Linked DNA regions of Pan troglodytes: region 1 is linked to region 2. Evidence: chromatin contacts called from public Hi-C data. All regions are on one chromosome and are shown on one strand. Each heading gives the region's core, a stretch centred on a gene start, on an enhancer-like site or on the middle of the called end of the contact. The rest is flanking DNA. Distances are from core to core; before and after follow the strand shown.

What was found. Hi-C and Micro-C count contacts between places; a contact is called where the count stands out from the background.
Region 1: a Hi-C map of stem cell-derived neural progenitor cells shows a contact between it and region 2, with 3 times the contacts expected there. The contact joins two enhancer-like sites. A contact is called at or near these places in 3 of 7 Hi-C or Micro-C datasets (blood, induced pluripotent stem cells and stem cell-derived neural progenitor cells).

The regions. Positions count from the first base shown.
Region 1 is chr9:88,825,702-88,828,821 of NHGRI_mPanTro3-v2.0_pri, forward strand. No RefSeq gene overlaps it. Among named protein-coding and RNA genes, the nearest start is that of PRSS23, 21 kb to the left of the region's middle. Within about 2 kb of position 1,305, at least 2 of the 24 cell types and tissues checked have an H3K27ac peak or open chromatin away from gene starts, as enhancers often do. A contact at or near this core is called in stem cell-derived neural progenitor cells, where this site is marked.
Region 2 is chr9:88,622,668-88,626,284 of NHGRI_mPanTro3-v2.0_pri, forward strand. All of the region lies in intron 2 of ME3 (malic enzyme 3), which reads right to left. Among named protein-coding and RNA genes, the nearest start is that of ME3, 65 kb to the right of the region's middle. Within about 2 kb of position 2,209, at least 1 of the 24 cell types and tissues checked has an H3K27ac peak or open chromatin away from gene starts, as enhancers often do. A contact at or near this core is called in stem cell-derived neural progenitor cells, where this site is marked.

The DNA of each region.
Region 1 (3,120 bases), core at 55-2,554, 200 kb after region 2:
GAAGAAGGGAGGTCTCCATTTCTATGTCTGGTATTTGGGGGTTTTGTTTGTTTTTGCTTTAGCTTGGTGAAAAAAAGTTCACTGAACACCAAGACCAGAATGGATTTTTAAAAAAAAATAGATGTTCCTTTTGTGAAGCACCTTGATTCCTTGATTTTGATTTTTTGCAAAGTTAGACAATGGCACAAAGTCAAAATGAAATCAATGTTTAGTTCACAGGTAGATGTAATTTACTAAAGAATGATACACCCATATGCTATATACAGCTTAACTCACAGAACTGTAAAAGAAAATTATAAAATAATTCAACATGTCCATCTTTTTAGTGTTAATAAAAGAAAGCATGGTATTAAACTATCATAGCAGTAGACAGAAAAAGAAAAAAGGACTCATGGCATTATTAATATAATTAGTGCTTTACATGTATTAGTTATACATATTAGAAGCATATTTGCCTAGTAAGGCTAGTAGAACCACATTTCCCAAAGTGTGCTCCTTAAACACTCATGCCTTACGATTTTCTACCAAAAGTAAAAAGGGTTGTATTAAGTCAGAGGAAGATGCCTCTCCATTTTCCCTCTCTTTATCAGAGGTTCACATGCTTGTCTGCACATTAAAAGCTCTGGGAAGACCTGTTGTAAAGGGACAAGTTGAGGTTGTAAAAATCTGCATTTAAATAAACATCTTTGATCACAAAACCCTTGTTTTCTCATATAATGCCTATAAGCAATCTGGTGTTCTAATAAATACATTCTGGGGATCTCTGTAACAGCCTTTTGGTTGAGGTGGTAATGTAGAAAGAATGATGAGTCCGAGTGGGGTCAGGTGTCTGTGCCTTTAGGGTTTAACCAGACCCTGTAACCAGGATTTGGAAATCTTCACAGCGTGAAATTAGAAGTAATAAATTTGAAAATTATCTGTCGCTGAGAATCAGAAGTTTGTGGCAGAACTGGGGACACATATTTTACATAGACTTTACTCCAAATTTTGAATTTTGGAAAGGAGATAGTGTTTTTAAAAGGTGGGAAAATAGCCTTAAAGAGGTAAAGAAATAGGAGCAGAGTTGTATGTGTAATCTTTCTTTTTACTGTTTTTGGACCAAAAAGGGATTGAAATACCAAGGTCATGCTCCCAATTCCCTGTTCTTTGTGTAGCTCAGTCTACCTGCTTGGGGAGATGGGAAGTACCTGGTGATGCCTGGATCATGTATTCAAGGAATCACTCTTTCTCTAACAAACCCCACAGGAGGTCTTTAATGCAGAACTTGTTAAGAATGACTAAGCCTGCCCTGGAATGATGACTCTAGGCTGCTGTCTGCTAACTGAAGGGTAAATGGCAGCCATCCAGGGAGTCCAGAGGAATTCTGACAGTGATCCCCAACACTCACTGAGGGCTTCCTTCTTACTTTGCCTGGGTTCTGCTGCTGTTCATGTCTGCACTTTTTCTTTGTTCTTGTCATGAACCAGTTCAAGTATGCCTTGAAGTTGCCTCTGACCATTGATTTCTATGGATGTTTGATAAGGCAGCCATTTCATTTATCATTCAGAATGGGATTCTTTTGAGAATGCTATGACTAATGAAGCTGGGGCAGCAGGTGTAAGCCAGGTATGTCTTGGCCAACAAGCATGTTTGGTCACTTAATTATTAACCTTTCAAAGCTCTGTATAGCGTGCAGACTGGCAGCCATCCTTGCTAATCTAGGAACAAAGGTGGGGCTGCAGCTCCCTGCGTTTCTCCTCTCTGGGCTTCCATTGTGATTCCTGTGATACCTTCTTTGCCTGGCTCAGCATTCTGAGGGCCTCCAATAGGGGAAGGGCATTTAAAAATCCTTTTGATGGGGTGGGGTCATCGTACATACATGGTAGACATGAGGCCATTTCTGGACGATCAACAACACATCTGTTTTTAGTCTGGGGTTCCCCCCGGAGGAGGAAATAAACCAGCTTCCAGAACAAGAGTAAACAGGGGTTGGCCGGGCATGGTGGCTCATGTCTGTAATCCTAGCACTTTGGGAGGCTGAGGCAGGTGGATCACTTGAGGTGAGGAGCTCCAGACCAGCCCTGCTAACATGGTGAAACCCCATCACTACTAAAAATACAAAAATTGGCCGGGCATGGTGGCGCATGCCTGTAATCCCAGCTGCTAGGGAAGCTAAGGCAGGAGAATCGCTTGAAACTAGGAGTCGGAGATTGCAATGAGCCAAAATTATGCCACTGTACTCCAGCCTAGGCAACAGAGTGAGACTCTGTCTCAAAAAAAAAAAAAAAAAAAAAAAAGAAAAAGAAAAAAGAAAGGGTAAACAGGATTGAGAGCTGAGATAGCAGCCTGGTATGGGAAGATGATGGCCTTGGAATTGGGCAGACTGATTCCACAGTTGTCTAGTTCCTTGTGGCAAATAAATCCCAATGCATTGTGGTTTAAAATTTAAACCCTCCTATATGATTTAAAGATCCTCCCTCTTCTGGGTTCCAGCTTCTCAATGGGCTCATTTGAAGCTGAGGAAGAGAGAAAGGAGACAGGCATCTTTATCTGACTCACTGCAGTGATGTTCTCTCTTCATTGCTTGCTGCTTCTCAGATAACACCAGCTCTTCTACCCTCCTTAGCCCTTACCTATGGTGATATAACCCTCTGTCTCCTGCGCACCTTTATCTAACAGATAGCTGTCTCAAGTACACAGCCAGCAAGATGCTTCAAGCCCAGTCATCTTGTTTCCTATTTGCATAACCCACAAGAAACTCATAGGCTTGCTATACCTGTGTGTTAGTGGCTTATTGAGAATTTGGGAGGGAATATGTTTGAGCCTCAACAAACTGAAGTGCAAGGGCCCCTGGCAGTATCAAATTTGTTCTGTTTAAGAGACAGATGGGGAAGAGTTCAAAAAGATAGATTCCAGCCAGCTCATATAGAAATTAAGGATTCTGTCAAGGTCTTTTTAATTCATCTTACTTGCTGGGGGATACAGTCAAAGGACTTTAAGTAGGAGCCCTGGTGGGGCCTAATCAGGACCGACTTATCCATGAAGGGACAGTAGGCACAGTGTCTAGGTCCCACAGCAGTTTCAGAGATCACACAGAAATATTTATTTTAAAATCAGAAGAAGAAAGTTAATTTTTAAGCC
Region 2 (3,617 bases), core at 959-3,458:
AAGCTACCACAGCTTACTTGAGAATAACAACAATATCATGTGACCCTTACATAGCAATGGTCAATTTATCCATTGATCTCTACTATATAATGGGATTGTGACAGCAATTTCATAAGTTGGATGAGGATTAATTTTATAAATGAGAATACTGAGGCTCGGAGAGGTCACCTGTGATGGTCACATACCTGGCTCCATGTACACTATTTCCCTCCTGGGCCTTTGCCATACTGTGCTGAGCTGCAGTTGGGGAAATATCTCAGGGACGTGCCTCATCAGGGTAGTCTGTTGTGGACAGCAGAGAGATGGGTGCGTCTCTGGCCACTTGTAGCCACACACACAAGTGCCACTCAGAACACCGGCCCTGACCCTAAAGAATCAATTAGTGGTCTGCCTGCCGCGAAGCTATTTTCAGGGCCCTTTTAGTGCTCTCACATTCCACCAGGTATCCCCCTTGGCCCCATGAGCTTGACAGTCTTCCAAAATATTTCTGACAACCCCAGTGAGTGATGTTCACCAGATGCTGCTCAGGCCTCATGTTCTTACATGGGCATAATGGGAAAATCCTTCATTGCATACTGGGAAGTGACCAATAGTCCATGGTGCTTATAACTCTCCCAGTACAGAAAAGTGGAGGAATTTCAGTGGAGGGATGTGGTGTCTTTGGTTGGTTGATTGGTATTGATTTAGATGTTATTTGTCTTGAAAATCTGGCTGTGGGTTAACTAATGCTTAGCCTTCCTGTTTTAATCATTCCTACTTCTTTTTCTAATCCATGTGTCACCAGGAGAAACAAATGTAAATATGTGAGGTTGCTGTTTTCAGCAAATTCATTCAGGATTCAATGCCAAACTAGGCTTTTCCTGAAAACCAACAACAAACACCAACAGGAGATAGAGTTACATTTCTTGTAAACCAACAGCCTGATTTTCATTGACACATTGTGGGTTTTGTTATTGTTGTTGTTGTCACTGTTGTTGATCTGGATAGAGGTACAGGCTTATTTTCATAGCTGAGTTTATGACTAAGTGCAGCACTGCTTCCTGAAACAATTCCATCAGCTTAACATATTCACAGCCATTAAGAAATCTACCAATCTATTCTCCCCTCTGAGTGATCTTTCTAACTTGCAAATGTGATGGTGCTACTTCTTATTTGGGATATCCTGGCTGTAACTGGGATATTTCAGACATACTGGCGGGGTTGAACTTTAACTCCTCTCATCCTTCAATGTTCTCAGGCATGCAAAATTTTCCCTAACCCCTTTCTCCCTCCCTTTTCCCACCATACTCACTGTTGGTCATTTCTTCCTCTCTGATTCATAGCCCCATATACATACAATGAGTTGAGAGGCATAGTTTTTTTTTTTTTTTAAACTTCAGGGGAAAATATCCAAATAGAGCCAGGTGAATATCATCAGAAAAAAGGCAAACTAGGAGAGTAAGTCCTTCCTGTAAAGTCTTGCAGAATCTTAGAGTGGGAGGGGACTTAAGAGGGTAGGTACTTCCCACTCCCTTCTGCAATCTCTTTGATAGATGGTTTTTGTTGTTTTTTTTCAGCTTCCAATAGATCACATCTAGAGATAGGGAAGTCGGTGTTTTTTTTAAAAGAAATATATACATATATTATATACACATATTTTACATTGAGCAAAAGTTGATCTCTCAGTGAACTCTCTTATACGTCCTTGGTCGGACTCTGGAGCCATGCAGAATACGCCTACTCCCCGTTCGACATGATAGACCTTCAGATATTGGGGGGGTACTTATCTGCCTTTTGACCTTCAGAAACAGAATGGGGCCCTGGAATCATTCTTTCTGGCATGTTGGGACACAGATCATGCCATGTCTCCCCTGGGTGCCAGAAGTACCTATGAGGTATTTCCCACATGCTTGGCACCAGGCTACTGTTTGGGGAGAAAGTAAATACATTTTATTTCAGAATTGATTAATTTAAACATAAGCAGCATACTCCTTAATATAAGGTTATAATGCAAAAGAAACCAAAAAACAAAGCCAGAAAAATCCAGAAGGTAATTCTTAGAGAGACAGGGAAGGTTCCAAACATTTTTAAATGGATCTAGCAGATTAAAGTTCAGCTGCAGCTCATTATTTATGAAATGTTATTCCTGTTTCTTGCAGAGGGAGAAAGAAGCAGCCAAGAAATACTGCCGTGTAGCTCTTGAGTCCACGCACGCTTGCTTAATTTAGAAAAAATTACTAGGAGGGGCCACTATGGGGAGCTGGAGACCACTCTGTAATGAAGCCCATTTCTACTAAAACAAAGAATGCATGAGATGGAAGCAATCTGGGCAATGTTGAATCGATTTGGGGAAATGATCCCAGGATTTTTCTCTGAGGATGCACTCTCAATAGTGGATAGTGATGTTTTCAGGTGTAATTTAAATGCCGTTTTGCTCAGTCAGAGCAATGGACTCAAATTCCCTCTCAGCTCCCTCTAGAGGTTAAAGTGTGCAGCTGCTGGCAGAACTTGTGGGCTTGGAAACCTGCCCATGTCCAGAGGGCAGTCAAGATGAATACAAGGAGTTATCGGTTCTTTCTGTTAATTAGAGCAAAATCTGTTGGTTGAAAAAATTAAAAATAAAGTAAAACTTTACTATTCTCTAAATACAGTAAGGCTGAGATGAAATACATTGTGAATATGCATTCGTATAGAAGAGGTAGTAACTGGTATATCAGATAATTAACTGGTATATAAGATAATTCACTGGTAAGTCTTGGTGCAATGAAGAAAGTAAAAATTCCATAATGACTTCCCAGATATGCTTACTTCTAAAAAGGCACGTATTTTTTTGATAATGGATAGCAATTGACATGATCGTGATTATAGCCACCAATGATTGAGCTCTTATGTGTCAGGCACTGTGTAAACACTTTATTGGCATTTTTCTCATGTAATCTTCATAAATCCCTTTTAGATAGATGCTGTAGTTAGCACCATTTTACAGACCAGGAAGCAAGAACTTAGAGAAGTTAAATCCTTCATACAAGGTCATGCAGCTGACATGTAGCGATGCCTGGATTTGAACTCAGGTTTATTCTCTTAAACACAATAAAATAGTGCTTTCTCATCAGAGGTACAGGACTCAGCAAGATTAATGAGTAGTCCCAGGTACCCAAGTAGTAAGTGGTGCCATTAACGTGTGGTTGATTGACAGTGTATATACAGTGCCTGGTCCATCATGAATATTCAGTGAAAACCAAGTCCCTTACCCTCTGAAATGACCATGATTCTGACTACATGTGTCCTGAGTATGTCTTCCAGAGCAGAAAAAGCTCTGGGAGATAGCCTGTGCCATTTAATCTTTGCATCCTGTCACCTAGACCTGTACACTGCCTATACTGGGTGCCAAATGAATATTTGCTAAATGAATCAGTGAATGATTGAATTAGGCCTGTCTTCAAAGAGCTTACAATCTGCTAGGAATGATAAGTGTGCATATATGTATGCATGCACACACACCCCTAACCAAACCCTAGTATACTAGTCAGAAGTGAGTTAAAACATACTGAAGAATATATATCAGCAATGCTGCACTCTTAAGCCAGAAAACTTGCCCATGTTTACAAAGACATGTACAAGAATATTGATTACAAAAT